Linked DNA regions of Sus scrofa: region 2 is linked to region 1. Evidence: chromatin contacts called from public HiChIP or PLAC-seq data. All regions are on one chromosome and are shown on one strand. The core of a region is the stretch at or near the end of the contact, and the rest is flanking DNA. Distances in the headings are between cores, read along the strand shown.

Evidence for each region. HiChIP or PLAC-seq counts read pairs in DNA pulled down with a chosen protein or histone mark.
Region 2: a contact with region 1 is called in an H3K27ac HiChIP or PLAC-seq map of skeletal muscle. The contact joins the enhancer-like site here to the promoter of RPL13A in region 1. A contact is called at or near these places in 4 of 5 promoter capture datasets (fetal liver, fetal skeletal muscle and liver), 29 of 47 Hi-C or Micro-C datasets (adipose tissue, alveolar macrophages, blood and 13 more) and 2 of 2 datasets of contacts at active chromatin or transcription factors (alveolar macrophages and skeletal muscle).

The regions. Positions count from the first base shown.
Region 1 is chr6:54,560,002-54,567,208 of Sscrofa11.1, reverse strand. RPL13A (ribosomal protein L13a) reads right to left here and starts at 2,416. Exons shown (of 8, transcript NM_001244069.1): 1 at 2,377-2,416; 2 at 799-871; 3 at 370-435; 4 at 87-188. The coding sequence starts at 2,391.
Region 2 is chr6:54,622,626-54,629,707 of Sscrofa11.1, reverse strand. It overlaps NOSIP (nitric oxide synthase-interacting protein), which reads left to right. Exons shown (of 9, transcript XM_003127327.5): 2 at 5,371-5,541; 3 at 6,103-6,208. The coding sequence starts at 5,472. Among named protein-coding and RNA genes, the nearest start is that of PRRG2, 9.8 kb to the left of the region's middle. Within about 2 kb of position 2,672, at least 12 of the 83 cell types and tissues checked have an H3K27ac peak or open chromatin away from gene starts, as enhancers often do. A contact at or near this core is called in fetal skeletal muscle and skeletal muscle, where this site is marked.

The sequences.
Region 1 (7,207 bases), core at 1,167-3,666:
TATCATGGCCAGAAGCTCGAACACAAGTGGGAAAGTCATCACTGGCCACCTGCCCTGTCACCCCCCCACCCTCAGGCCCAGCTCACCTCGCACCGTCCGCCAGAAGATGCGGCTGGGGGCTCGGAAGTGGTAGGGGCCTCGGGACGGGTTGGTATTCATGCGCTTGCGGAGGAAGGCCAGGTACTTCACTGTCAGAGAGGAGCATGTCTAAGTTGCAGTCGGACGCCGGACGCCAAGTCCCCCCAGGGCACAACCATTAGTACCGGGCCTGTTTGGATCAACTGCCAACGGGACTACTTTTGGAGCCAGTGAAGCCTGAGAAGCCCACAGCCCAACCCTCTCCAGCCCTCTTTGCAGGCCCTAACTTACGTTTGTTTCTGTAAAAATTGCCAGAAATGTTGATGCCCTCACAGCGCACAACCACCACCTTCCGGCCTAGAGTGAATGGAAAACCAGGCGTCAAGGAGGGGAAAGGTTAAGGACCCGCCTGTTACCCAGGACCCTGAAAGAAAGGAGACCCCTTCCTGCCTGAAACTGGCCACAGTGCACAGGGCAGGCGGGGAAGTCTCCTGCCCAGTCACAGAGCACTACTCGGCAGAACGTTCAATCTGTTGGACCCACAGAAAAATGTCTGAACGCAGAGCCCCCAACCCGGGAGGGGAGGCGGCTGGCAGGTCTCAGAGCGGTGCATGGGGTTGATCTCATGGTCGTGAGACTCAAACGAAAGATGGTGATTGTTGCTCATCACTGACCTTGGAGCTCAGATCCAGGGGAGCTGTGGACCAAGGGCAGACTTACCCAGAAGTACCTGCTTGGCCACAATGGCCGCCAGGCGGCCCAGGAGATGGCCTCGGCCATCGAGCACCAGCACCTGCTGGAGATAGGATGAGAGGGCTCAGAGGCGCCCACAGCCTGCCTTGACACCCCCACCTCCATCATTCCTTCCTACGTGTTCATTTCACCCGCTTCCCAGGGTGCCTGCTAAGCTGGCATGAGACCCAAGGTTCCCTTTACAGATGAGGCCAAGAAGGTCAACAACTAACTCAGGATCCTGGTGAGTGAGCTAAGATACCAAAGAGTTCCCCTCCAGCTTGCTCAATTGGCAGGAATTTCTGTACTCAGATTACGTTTGATGGTAAAAGAAACTACAATGCGAACCAACCGTGGCCACACTGAGCATCCAGGGAGAACGTGGGACCTGGATGCAAGCTGTAAAATCTTGACAGAATCCCATCCCGTCCCTATCTCAAAGGGTTGCTGCATGAATGTCAAAGCGAAGAAAACCAAGGTTCAGGGTGGGTGATGCGAGACAAAAAAACCCATGCTGGCCCTGTGTCTCCGAGTGTGAACTGGTCAACTGCTTAATCCATGGCTTGTCAAGAGTCAAAGTCCCCGTATCAGGTGCTTGCTATACAAGTTGGGATTGTTGAAAAGCAGCGTAAAAGGCTACCGACGCTAAAGCCAGATTCCCTGCCAATGTGACTTTGATCAATCAGAACCCTCCAATCTCCAATACCAGCCTCAGGAACACTGCGATAAATTAAACGAATTACACAAAACATAACGCAAGCTGTGCCAGACACCGTAAAAGCCGGGACGCATGTTCTGAGAACCCTATCATATGCCTGGCTCCAAACTTGGTTTTCCCTCCCTAACCATAGACCCATCACGTGCAGACCCCCTCCAGAACCATCCTCCTTTTATTATCCAAGAAGTCACACAAAGAAATCAGGCAGTCAGAGCACGGCTGCTGCTGCCTTCCTTGAGGGCCTCCAGGTGCTTAAGGGCAAAAGATGTGGAGAGCGGTAGAACATTCCATCCCAGTCCTCAGCACCAGCAGGACTCCATCAACCCCGAAGCAGAGGGACAAAAACCAGTTGGCTCCCGCATGCCCTGTAGGCAGTTTTCTCAATCCACTGCAAAAGATTTCCTGCCAAAATACCCACAGTTGGGGAAGAACCCAGGAGGCCGAAGGAACCCACGGCTCTGGCCGGGCCTAAGTACCCTCCATTTTGGCCAATCCTCTGCCGCCGCGGGGCGGCCTTCCGCGTGCTTCCCCAGCGCTGGGGACACAAGGGTCTACTTGGGCCAAGAACAAGGTAAACGAGACCTAGTTTTTAAGTATCCTTTCTTGTGCTGAAGGCCCTAACACGGCTCCTCAAGGGAAGAACGACGCCGCATCCTGGCCAGCCCAGAACGCAAAAGCCATCTTAAATAGCCGTTTTGGACTCCTCTTACCCTAATGGCTTTCTGTTTTGGTCAGTTATCGATCCTAAATTCCTTCCACAGCACACTTGCGGGGGAAAAGAGGTCCAACCTCGGCCCGACCTGCACGACCCCGACCCCACGCCGCCCCAGCCCGCGCGGAGCCGATACCTGCCCCTCCGCCATCTTCGGCAGCTGCCTGGGAAAGAAGGAACTCTTGGCGCAGGGTTTCTTATCCCTTGAAACAGGGGCGGAAGAAGTGACGCAACAAAGGCCGTTTCCCGTCTTTTCATTGGCCAGAGTGTCGAGCGCGTGCGCAGAAAGGCCCCACTGCAAGGCGGGTCTTCTTCTGGCTGACCAATCAGTGTCGTTCCCATCCGACCTGGGCGTCCACGGCTATACCGGGAGAGATCGCATTGGGGTAGGGGGCGGCCCTGCTGGGGCGGGGCCCTCCAGCCTCCGCCCCGGTATTTCTGAGGGGCTAGCAATCCTCGCGCGAGCTGCCCGCGGGGTTTGCAGAAAGCGGGGTGGGCCCAGGGCTGGAGGCGAGCGCCGGGAAGGCGGGAGGAGAGAGGCAGTTACTCCCTAGAGCAATGACTGGCTGCTGGGCGCGTGGTGGCAGCTCTCAGTCTAGGCTTAGAGATCTGGATTCCGGTGCCTGTTTGGCTTCCTTGCGACCTGGCCAAATCCCTGGCCGTATCTGGGCCTCAGCGTCCCCATGTGTCAAGCAGATGGAGCTAATCTTCCCGATGAGGTCTCATGTTTGAAGGCATGACTTCTGGATGCCTGAGTGCCCCACAATGAGCTTCGGACTCTCTGGACAAAGCTTTTGCTTTGGCTGTGCCACTCGGCTGGGATGGCCTCCCCTCCACCCCACCTTCTAAGATGCGGCCTGAGTTCTTTGCTCCAGAGAGCCTCCATGATAGCTCAGGCTGGCTCAGGTCCCTTCTCTGGGCTCCCACAGTTGCCTATACCGCTTCCATTAGAGCGTGTGTAATCCTGTACTCAGGGCCCTCTGTGTCCCTGTCCTCTCCAGGGACCAGGAACCCTGAGAGGGCTGGTCCCAACCTCTGGGCCCCCAGGAACCTCAGAAAGTAGGTCCTGAATGAAACGTTGCCTTAACTGCAAAACCAACACCCAAACCCAAACTGCGCCATCCACACCCTGTCCCCTCACAGACAGGCCAGGCTAGAGCTGGCAGAAAAGAATGATTTATATACAGTTTCCTGGGGCTAAGGGCTTTGTACAGAGGGGGGAAGGTGGGGCCGGGGTCGGGTGCTGGCGTTGCCTCCATCCTGGGGAGACAGTAACAGGGGCAGCGTGGCCAAGGAAGGGACCAGTCTCTAACTGATTTCCTCCAAGTTCCGCTCTGTGTCCTCTGGCAGGTGACTCCTCTCTCTGGGCCTCGGCGTCTTCCTCTGTAAAACGGGATGGTAGATGACTCGTGGGCTGTCTGAGGCTCCACGGTCAGAGGAGAAGAAGGCCCATGCTCAGGGCTCAGCACAGACTCGGGGCCCCAAACAGCTCCATTCACAGTGAGCTCTCACTGTGTGTTGCGGCAGCCCTGTCCAAGAGGACTCTCTGCAATGGTGGAAGCATTTTAGTTCTGTGCTCTCCAGTACGGCCATGGTACTGACCTCATGTGAATGCTGGGGACACCTCAAAAAGAAAAAAAAAAAAATTCCCTTGTGCATGGCACATTGGGTTAAGGGTCTGGGGCTGTCACTGCTGTGGTGCCGGTTCAATCCCTGGCCCAGGAATTTCTGCATGCCACGGGTGCAGCCAAAAAAATAAAGAAAACTTTATCTTTACTTTTAAAAATATGTGGCTACTAGAAAATCGAAAGTCACACGTGTGGAGGAGCTCCTGTTGTGGTGCAGTGGGTTAAGAACCCGACTAGTATCCATGAAGATGTGAGTTTGATCTCTGGCCATGCTCAGTGGGTTAAGATCTGGCGTTGCCGTGGCTGTGGTTAGGCCAGCAGCTCTGATTGGACCCCTAGCCTGGGAACTTCCATATGCTGAAGGCAAGGCCTTAAAAGGAAAAAAAAAAAAAAAATCATATGGGTGGGAAGTTCTCTTGCGGTGCAGCAGGCAAAGGATCCACTGGTGTCACAGCAGTGGCTCAGGTGGCTGCTGTGGCGCAGGTTTCATCCTGGGCCCAGGAACATCCACGTGCCATGGAATCCTACACCCGTGACTTGTGTTCTATTTCTGGTGACTTCACTTCCATGGTAGGATTATTTTGAGAGTCTTTTGTAGGGTAAGGAAGCTGAGGCAGAAGAGTGACAAGGCACTGATGCTGGAATCAGAAGGCCCAGAGTCAAACCTTGGCCATGAGTTCTGTGACTTTTGGCAAAGGATTTACTTACTATCTGGGCCTTGGTTTTAGCCTCTGTGAAATGGGCATAATAATGGCACCAGCTTTTCAATTAAGTGAGTTCATTTTTAGAAAGCTCCAGTAAAAGGCCTGAGGCACTGGGACACTCAATGTGCCCCAAAGTATTTTTTTTTTGTTTGTTTGTCTTTTAAAGCTTCGCCTGCAGCATGAAAATTCCCAGGCTAGGGGTCCAATCAGAACTACAGCAACCAGCCTATACCACAGCCACAGCAATGCATGATCTGAGCCACATCTGCCACCTACACCACAGCTCATGGCAATGCTGGATCCTTAACCCATTGAATGAGGCCACGGATTGAACCTGCGTCCTCATGGATACTAGTTGGGTTCTTAACCCACTGAACCACAGTGGGAACTCCCACAAATGTTTCTTGTTAGATCCCTCTGGGCCCATCGGGAACCCACGGGCCCCTCCGCTCCTTCCTCCCTGGGGCAACTCCTGCCTCCTGCCCCCACTCTAGTTCCCAGGTTCACCTCCTGGGCTTGCTGCTGTCCTGGGCAGTGAGCCCCAGCTCCTCACCTCGCCTCTGATGCCTAGATGTTTCTGTGCTCTTTTTCCATCTCCCACCCCCATCCATCTCCAGCTGGGCGAAGCTTCTAGAACACCCTGAGCTTTTTCACACCTGGAGGGCTTTACAGAGGGGTCCACTCTCTCCTGGCTTGTGGACTCCAGCACCCAAATCTCTCCCCCCACTCTGGGAGGGGCAGATCCTGCCCACGGGACCCTGGCGAGCTCTGTGTCTTCCCCTAATCTCCCTCCTCCCCCCAGGCTCCCGTCTGGGCCTGACCCAGGGTCTTCGGGCACCACTGCCCCAGGCCTGACAGTCTCCAGCCCCATCCCTCCAGCTCCCTGAGCCCTGACTCTGCCAGGCCCCTCCTCTCCATCCCCGTGGCCCTGGCTCAGGCCTCGCCTTTCTCTCTGGACCTAGCCTCCTCTTTGGCCTCCAGTCTGTCTGTTTCAGCCTGTCCCTCTCCATGGCCCCAGAGGGGACTTCTCGCATCTGGAGCTGACCCACGCGTTCCCTGCCTACAGCCCTCCCGTGCCCCCCACACCTCCCACCAAATCCAGGGTCTTCAGCTCCGTGGGGCAATAGCGCTCCAGGAGCCTCAGGGGGCAGTGCCTCTTGGGGACCGGAGGGGCAGGGCACCTGCGGCCCCCGCCTCTGCCACCCCTTCAGCTCTACCCACCCCGATGGCTCACCCGCTCCCCGGGGCAGGGCATCCTCCGTCTCCTCCTCCTCCGGCGCAGGCACCAGGCAGTGGCCAGCAGCAGGAGGGCGGCAGGCAGCAGCAGCAGGAGCAAGAGGAGCAGAAGAGAGGCCTGAGGTGCCGGCAGGGATGTGGCCTCCAAGGCCCCAGGACTCCTTGGGGGCAGCAGGGTGGAGGGGTCTGTGGGAGAGAGGGGGCTGGGTGACTGAGGGGAAGGGTCTGGCTAGGCAAGGACAAAAACGGCCTGCCTGGGGCTGGCTGTGTGGCCCCAGCTGGGCTCCTCACCTCTCTGGGCCTCAGGCTCCTCATCTGTAAAATCGGGGTGATTTTTTTTTTTTTTTTGTCTTTTTGCCTTTTCTAGGTCCGCTCCCATGGCATATGGAGGTTCCCAGGCTAGGGGTCTAATCAGAGCTGTAGCCACCCACCTACTCCAGAGCCACAGCAACGTGGGATCTGAGCCGTGTCTGTGACCTACATCACAACTCATGGCAACGCCGGATCCTTAGCCCACTGAGCGAGGCCAGGGATCGAACCCGCAACCTCATGGTTCCTAGTCGGGTTCGTTAACCACTGCGCCACGACAGGAACTCCAGGGGGTGATTATTTTTTATTTTTTACTTACAATTTTTTTTATTATAGTTGATTTACAAGTCTGTCAACTTCTGCTGTACAGCAAAGTGACCCAGCCATGCATATATACTTTCTTGTTTTTGTTTTTTCGCTTTTCATCATATATCCACTTTCTTTTTCTGAGGTGCTATCATGTGCTATCACAAGTGACTGCATATGGCTCCCTGTGCTGCACAGCAGGATATCATTGCTTCTGGGGCGATTAGTTTAAGGACACACACGGTCACAAAGATTAAATGAGTGAAAATACAGAAAACGCTTAGAAGACTATCTGACATGTAGGGAGGTTGCATTGGATTTTATCATCTAGTGCTGATGCATTGATCCATTGACTTCCCCCAATTGTCTGTGACCTCCACGAAGGCGACAGGAAGTTATCTGTCTTGTCATCAGAACCTACCACTCAGTGCTCACTAAATACAGTTACAACAGTTTGATTTACATAAATATTTGAGTGAATGAACAACAGATCATTAAACATAAAAGATATAACGTGTGATGTAACGATGGCTCACCAGGTCCCATCAATCTGTTCCCTCACCTCCATCTTCTCCCCCTCACTTATGTGGCCTCAGTCACTGGGGCCACCTCCCCATTCCTGGCACAGTAGGCAGGTTTCTGCCTCAGGGCTTTTACATTAGCTACTCCCCCCCCACTTTTTTTCTGTTTGGCAGTGGCCTGCAGCAGCTTGATGTGGGATCCCAGTTCCCAGACCAGGGATTGAACCTGGGTCATAGCAGTGAAAGCGCGGAATCCTAACCAC
Region 2 (7,082 bases), core at 1,423-3,922, 62 kb before region 1:
TCGGGAGGACTGACAGCTGTCACAGAGTTGAGGGGGCAGCCCGAGAGCCCAGCCACCTGGGTTCCAGTCCAGCTCTGCTGCCACCTCCCACCTGCAAGAGTCTGTGGGTCTGTTTTCTCCGTAAAATGGGAGGATGAGAAATAACAGCTGATGTTACTTTGGCTGTGTCCCTTCTGAAATGTCAAGTGACACCAGATGGTAGTAGATCTGTTTTTTTGTTTTTTTTTGAAATTGGCCTCACCGAGGATGCGGTGCCGCGCCCTGGACGAAAGCTCAGCTTCTGCTGAAAACCCGCCAACCCTGGTCAGCCCTGGTCAGCGGTTCTCAAACTTTTTGGCTTCAGGAACTTAAACATCATTAGGGACCCCAAAGAGCTATTGTTCACGGAAGTTCTATCTAGATTTTGTTGGGGGAGTTCCCGACATGGCTCAACGGAAACAAATCTAACTCGTATCCATGAGGACTCCATGGGTTCAATCCCTGGCCTCGCTCAGTGGCTTCAGGATCTGGCATTGCCGTGAGCTGTGGTGTAGGTCGCAGACACAGTTCGGATCTGGGGTTGTTGTGGCTGTGGTGTAGGATGGTGGCTACAGCTCCGATTAGACCCCTAGCCTGGGAACCTCCATATGCTGCAGGTGCAGCCCTAAAAAGACAAAAAGACAAAAAATAAATAAAGTACAGTATTTAGGGAGTTCCCCTCGTGGCACAGTGGAAAGGAATCCATCTAGGAACTACGAGGAGGTGGGTTCGATCCCTGGCATAGCTCCATGGGTTAGGATCCAGTGTTGCCGTGAGCTGTGGTATAGGTGGAAGACGCAGCTTGGATTCTGAGTTGCTGTGGCTGTGGTGTAGGCGGGCAGCTGTAGCTCCAGTTGGACCCCTAGCCTGGGAACCTCCACATGCCACAGGTGAAGCCTTAAAAAAAAAAGCAAAAAAAAAAAAAAAGTATACTATTTAGTGGGTTAAGGATCTGGCATTGTCACTGTTGTGGCGCAGGTTCAGTCCCTAGCTCGGGAACTTCCACATTCCAAGGGCATGGCCAAAAGGAAAAATTTTCTCCTAAAAGTGTACAATTTAGCAGGTTCATATAATCACTATTTTTGCAACCATCGCCACTTGCTGATTTCAGGACATTGTCTATCACTGCAGAAAGAAGTCCCATACCCCTTAGTAATCATACTCACACATACATCATGCCCCCTCAGTTCCCCCTTCTCCAGCCCTGTGGCAACCACCAGTCTGCTTTCTGTGTCAATGGATCAGCTCATTCTGGACCTTTTATTTATTTAATTTTTTCTGTCTTTTTAGGGCCGCACTTGGGGCATATGGCAGTTCCCAGGCCGGGGGTTGAATTGGAGCTGCAGCTGCCAGCTTACACCACAGCCACAGCAATGCCAGATCCGAGCCACATCTTCGACCTACACCCCAGCTCACAGTAATGTTGGATCCTTAACCCAGTGAGCGAGGCCAGGATTTGAACCTGTGTTCTCATGGAAACTAGTCACATTCGTTTCTGCGGAGCCACGATGGAAATTCCTGGACCTTTTATATAAATGGAATCAAGAACAGGAGTTTCCATTGTGGCGCAGCAGAGATGAATCCAACTAGGAACCATGACATTGCAGGTTCCATCCCTGGCCTCGCTCCGTGGGTGAAGAATCCGGTGTGGCCATGAGCTGTGGTGTAGGTTGCAGACATGGCTTGGATCTGGTGTTGCTGAGGCTGTGGTGTAGGCCAGCTCCGATTCGACCCCTAGCCCGGGAACCTCCGTATGCTGTGGGTGTGGCCCTAAAAAAAAAAAAAAAAAAAACACCACCAACAAAAAAAACACACGGCCTTTTGTACCTGGTGTCTCCCCTCCACCATGTAATGTAACAGAGACCTTTAAACCCAAGGATGTCCAAGCAGATGTCACACTGCCTCTGGAAAACTCCCCTGTACACTCGGGAGAGAACAAGAAGAGCAAAGGCAGACACGTTTCAGCGTCATGGGAGTAGTTCTGCGGGCTCCCTGAAAGTATCCTAGGGAACCACTGGCCTAGGCACGTGGCTTCACTTCTGTGCCTCAGTTTGCCCCTCCGCACGGTGGGGATGGCAATGGGCTCGACCTCAGAGGGTGGCTGAGGTTGGATGATGGATGAGATGGGGATGCGGCGAGGTGGCCCTCGGTCAGGGGGCCGGCAGCATCCCTTGTGATTCTTCCCACGACCTCCTGGCCAAGCAAAGAAAGGCTCGCTCTCGGAGGGAAAGTGTCCTGGTCGGCGAAGCCAGAGAGCTTGGCCACCAGACCAGCAGCCCAGTGCCAAATACCGCAGAGGGTCAAAGCAGTTGACAACTAAGAATAGAGCAGGGAATTTGTCCCCCAGGAGGTGAATGTGACCCTTGGGGGTGGGGCTGGGGCGGAAACGGGAGTGGGGGGCAGGGCGGGGGGGGGCAGGCAGCAGGTGCTGGACACCTGCTCCAAAGCTTGGGGTCCGAGGGGAAGCTGGAGGAGGGGCCGTGGGTCGAGTTGGGGTGTTTCAGCACGGTTAGCTTCTTCTGCAAGCAGCACAGCGGCCGCCACAGGGGTGATGGAAGTGGTCCAGGTCTCCACCGGGGCAGTAGTTAGGGGGGTGTAGACAGTTTTCAGAACGTGTCAAGCTCCGTCCTGAGGGCCTGCATCTATTCTGTGTCCGCACCTCCAATGCAAAAACTGGCTTCCGGGAGGAAGGCGCCAGTAGGGGGAGAGCGAGGTCCATAGCTCAAAGTTTTGAATGTGAAAGGCGGGTTTCTGAAAGCGTCCCCAAAGGGGAAATGGAGATGAAGTTGGCTTCTGACATCTGGGGGCCCCTGGTTGTGCTCCCCCGCTCCCCCATTTCTGGAGCCTCCTCTGCAGCCACAGAGCTGGGGAGAAACATCCCTGCCCGTTCTGCGTGCTCTAAGTATGACCTCATTTAGTCCACACAGCAATCCAGTGGGGTCAGCTAGATCCCGTGGTTCCCCCCACTTCTTAGCAAAGGGCTCAGAGGGGAATTCAGCAGTCCAGAGCCACAGCAAGAATGGGGCCAACTTGGACTCGAGCCCAGGCGCAAGGTCTCACGGCTTAATCCTGCATGTTGATCCGTAACCCCATCCTCCTTGTCTCACCGATTTCTTCTTGTTTATCCCCGAGCCAGTCCCTCCCCTACATAGACAACCACTTTTTGGTGGGAGCCACACGCGCAGCACACGGAAGTTCCCAGGCCAGGGAAGGAATCCTAGCAGCAGCTGCAACCTACTCTGCAACGCCGGATCTTTAACCCGCTGCACTGGGCTGGGGATCGAGCCTGAGACCCCGCAGAAACCATGTGGAATCCTTAACCTGATGCACCACAGTGGGAACTCCCGTAGACAACCATTCTTGTAAACGTGATCCTTTTGTTTGCAGGTGTCTAAAAGGTACCCATTTTGTGCATGTGTAGATTGTTTTTTTCTCACTTCTTTCCACCCAGCATGGTGTTTTTATCTTTTTTTGTTGTTTTAATGGCTGAACCCATGGCACAGGAGTTCCTGGGCCAGGGATCAGAACGGAGCCACAGTTGCGACCTATACTGCAATGCTGGATCCTTTAACCCACTGTGTTAGGCCAGCAATCCTGTTGCCCCACAGCAGGAACTCCAGCAGTTGGATCCTTTTTTTTTGCTTTTTAGGCCCGCACCTGAGACATATAGATGTTCCCAGCCTAGGGGTCAAATCAGAGCTGCGCTGCCAGCCTACACCACAGCCACAGCAACACTGGATCTGAGCCGCATCTGCGACCAACTCACGTCAATGCTGGATCCTTAACCCACCGAGCGAGGCCAGGGATCGAACCTGCATCCTCATGAATACCAGTTGGGTTCGTTTCTTCTGAGCCACAGCAGGAACTCCCAGCAGTCGGGTTCTTAACCCACCGTGCCACAGCGGGAACTCTGGCATGATGTTTTTGAGCTCCACCCACAATGCTTTGTACATACCTGGTCAGCATCTCACCTGCCGGGCTACCCAGTTGCCTCGACTCCCCTCCGGTATAAGTGACATCATGGTAACCGCCCCATGCGTGCTCCCTAGAGGGTGTCTCTGAGAACGCCTTTGGGCCACGTCCACCCAGGGGTAGAATCACCAGCACCCACCTCGCTCAAGTACCAGCAGCATCACCTGATGGTTCCGATGATGCCCCGAGCCTGGTCTGCTCCAGCTCAGAGCTTCGCCCTCCAGCCCGGTGACAGCTGCGCAGTGACACCACCGCCGCTTCCCTGTGGGGAGGGTTGGAGGTGTCTCTCCATCCCCCTGTCTTTGACCTATAGACCGTCTCTTCCTGGCCTTTGCTCGTTACCCTACTGGGGTAGCTGGGTTGTTCTTGTTGATTTGCCAGAGTCCCACCCAGGGTGAGTTCTGCTCTAATGCTTGTTTTGAAAACTCAGAATTTGGGAGTTCCTGTCATAGCACAGCGGAAACAAACCTGACTAGGAACCATGAGGTTGCGGGTTTGATCCCTGGCCTTGCTCAGTGGGTTAAGGATCCACGTTGCCATGAGTTGTGGTGTAGGTCACAGATGTGGTTCAGATCTTGTAATGGCTGTGGTATAGGCTGGCAGGTGTAGCTCGGATTTGACCCCTAGCCTGGGAACCTCCACATGCTGCGGGTGTGGCCCTAAAAAGCAGAAGAAAAAAAAAAAAAAAAAACCTCAGAATTTATTCAGCACAATTGATACGCTAGCGAACAATTTGAGTGTTAACGCACGTTGCACCTAAGCGAACCGAGGCACCCTTGGTTGAACGAACACATAGGCACACACAGCACACACGCATCCTGAACATTTAGCGGGCGCTTTCGTTCCCTAAGTGTGTTACCAGTGCCTCCTATCATGTCTCGTGCTAGAACTTTCCATCAGATTCTATATAACCCTCCTTCCACCACCTTATAGTAACTCACGCCATGTACCCTGTACCCCTGCCGACATCCACGTCCACAGGCAAACTTCAGGTCTTTTTCACTGTCATGGTCAAGTGCCTTCTTTTTGGTCTTTTTGTCTTTTCTAGGGATGCTCCCACAGCACATGGAGGTTCCCAGGCTAGGGGTCGAATAGGAGCTATAGCCGCTGGCCTACATCACAGCCACAGCAACGCGAGATCTGAGCCGCATCTGTGACCTACACCACAGCTCATGGCCACGCCGGATCCTTAACCCACTGAGCGAGGCCAGGGATCAAACCCGCAACCTTGTGGTTCCTAATCGCGGATTCGTTAACCACTGAGCCACGACGGGAACTCCTTTTTTTTGTTTTGTTTTTTTTGGTTTTTTTTGGAGGGCATAGGCATTGCTTAACCTTCTAATATGTGAAAAAATCTGTCTTCCTCTGCCCTGCACACAGCTTTCCCATCAGATCAGATCGGGGGCCCAGAAAGGTCCAGTCCTCCCTGCGTGGGTTCCCTCCGGCCACCACGGCCCTGCAGCTGCCCCTCTCCCCCAGGGATGACTCGGCACGGCAAGAACTGCACGGCGGGGGCCGTCTACACCTACCACGAGAAGAAGAAGGACACAGGTACCGGGTTTGGGAGGCGGGCCCCTGGATCTTCCAAGTCCCGGCGTCACTCTGCCCCTTCGGGTGTGGTTTCCGTGCGGGCATCTCCCCCCTCAGATGGCCATGGCCGTGTAAGTAACAGCCCATGTGACTGAAGGCCATGACCGTGTGAGTAACAGCCCCCGTGAGCCCACAGCCCTCTCCCCTGTGCTGAACCCATCCAAGGCTTCCCACTGACGGGGGAATCTCTGCGGTCCATGGGGGACACAGGCCCAGAGAGGCTCAGGCACTTGAACCTGGTCACAGAGCCAGGAGGCCCAAGGGGATTTGGCCATGCAGTGCCCCCCGCCCCCCCCCGCACCCCGAGCTGCCTCAAGGGACAGGGCCTGTCTGTCACTTACCCCCTGGGGACCAACTCCTTCCTGTGGGTCGGGCAGCCCCTGCCCCCCACCCCCCAGACCCCAGGCCAAGGTCTTGGCCGCCTGTCTCTCCGAGCACCCCCACCTCCGCGTCCTCTCTGAGCCTTTCTCTCCGGGTTCAGAGAGGGCGTGTCTCCATCCCTCTGCCTGTCTCTGCCCCCAGCGGCCTCAGGCTACGGGACCCAGAACATTCGACTGAGCCGGGATGCAGTCAAGGACTTTGACTGCTGCTGCCTCTCTCTGCAGCCCTGCCACGACCCCGTCGTCACGTAGGCTGGGACCGCGGGACGGGGTGGCCAGGGCAAGGGGACCCATGGAGGGAGGGGGCTGTGTGGGGGTCCTGGGCACGCCACCCCGCTCCGGGAGCCTCAGCGTGGTCTGAGGCACGGGCCCGATCCTCGTGCGCTTCCCTGGGCATGGGAAAGCATCCCTTCCTAGTACGGGCGGGGGTTCCTGGGCCATCGCCAGCCCATAATAACCACTCACTGTGGAGCGCTGACCGCTACCTGCCTCTTACGGTCTGGCAAAGGCTGCGGCGTGATAACAGGTGTAAGGTACTTAGCCTAGTGACTAAATATGTGTTTGATTACTAGTCCCTTTTAGAGAGATTGTGGTGAGAGGAAATTGCGGCTCAGGGTCCCTGAGGCTACAGTCAGGTTCGAGGGTTCACTCGAATTCACAGAACTCAAAGCTGTTCTCCTCAAGGGACAGGTTGGGACAGGGAAAGGCTACAGATTCAAAGCAGCTGTGGGAAGGAGTTCCCGGGCGGCTCTGCAGGTTAAGGATCGGGTGTCACGGCTGTGGTGTGGGTTTGGTCCCTGGCCCTGGAACTTCTGTCTGCCGTGGGCATGGCAGGAAGAGAAGAAATCATTGGGGAAAAGGCACGTAGGGCAGAGGCCCAGAGGGACAGACACAAGCCTCCCATTGTCTCTGTGGACACGCGGGAGAGAAGCACTTCCTTCTCCCAGCACTGGATCACTGCCCGCCAGGGCAGGTCACGCTGGCCTTGGCATCCAGGGTTTTTACTGGAGGTTCATCACCTCAGCTTGGGGGACGTTGGTTTCCAGCCCCTCCCGAGGTTCAAGAGGACATCACATGAGCCCAGCCCCCCAAGTGAACAGAGGCACTCTTTTCAGGCAGGAC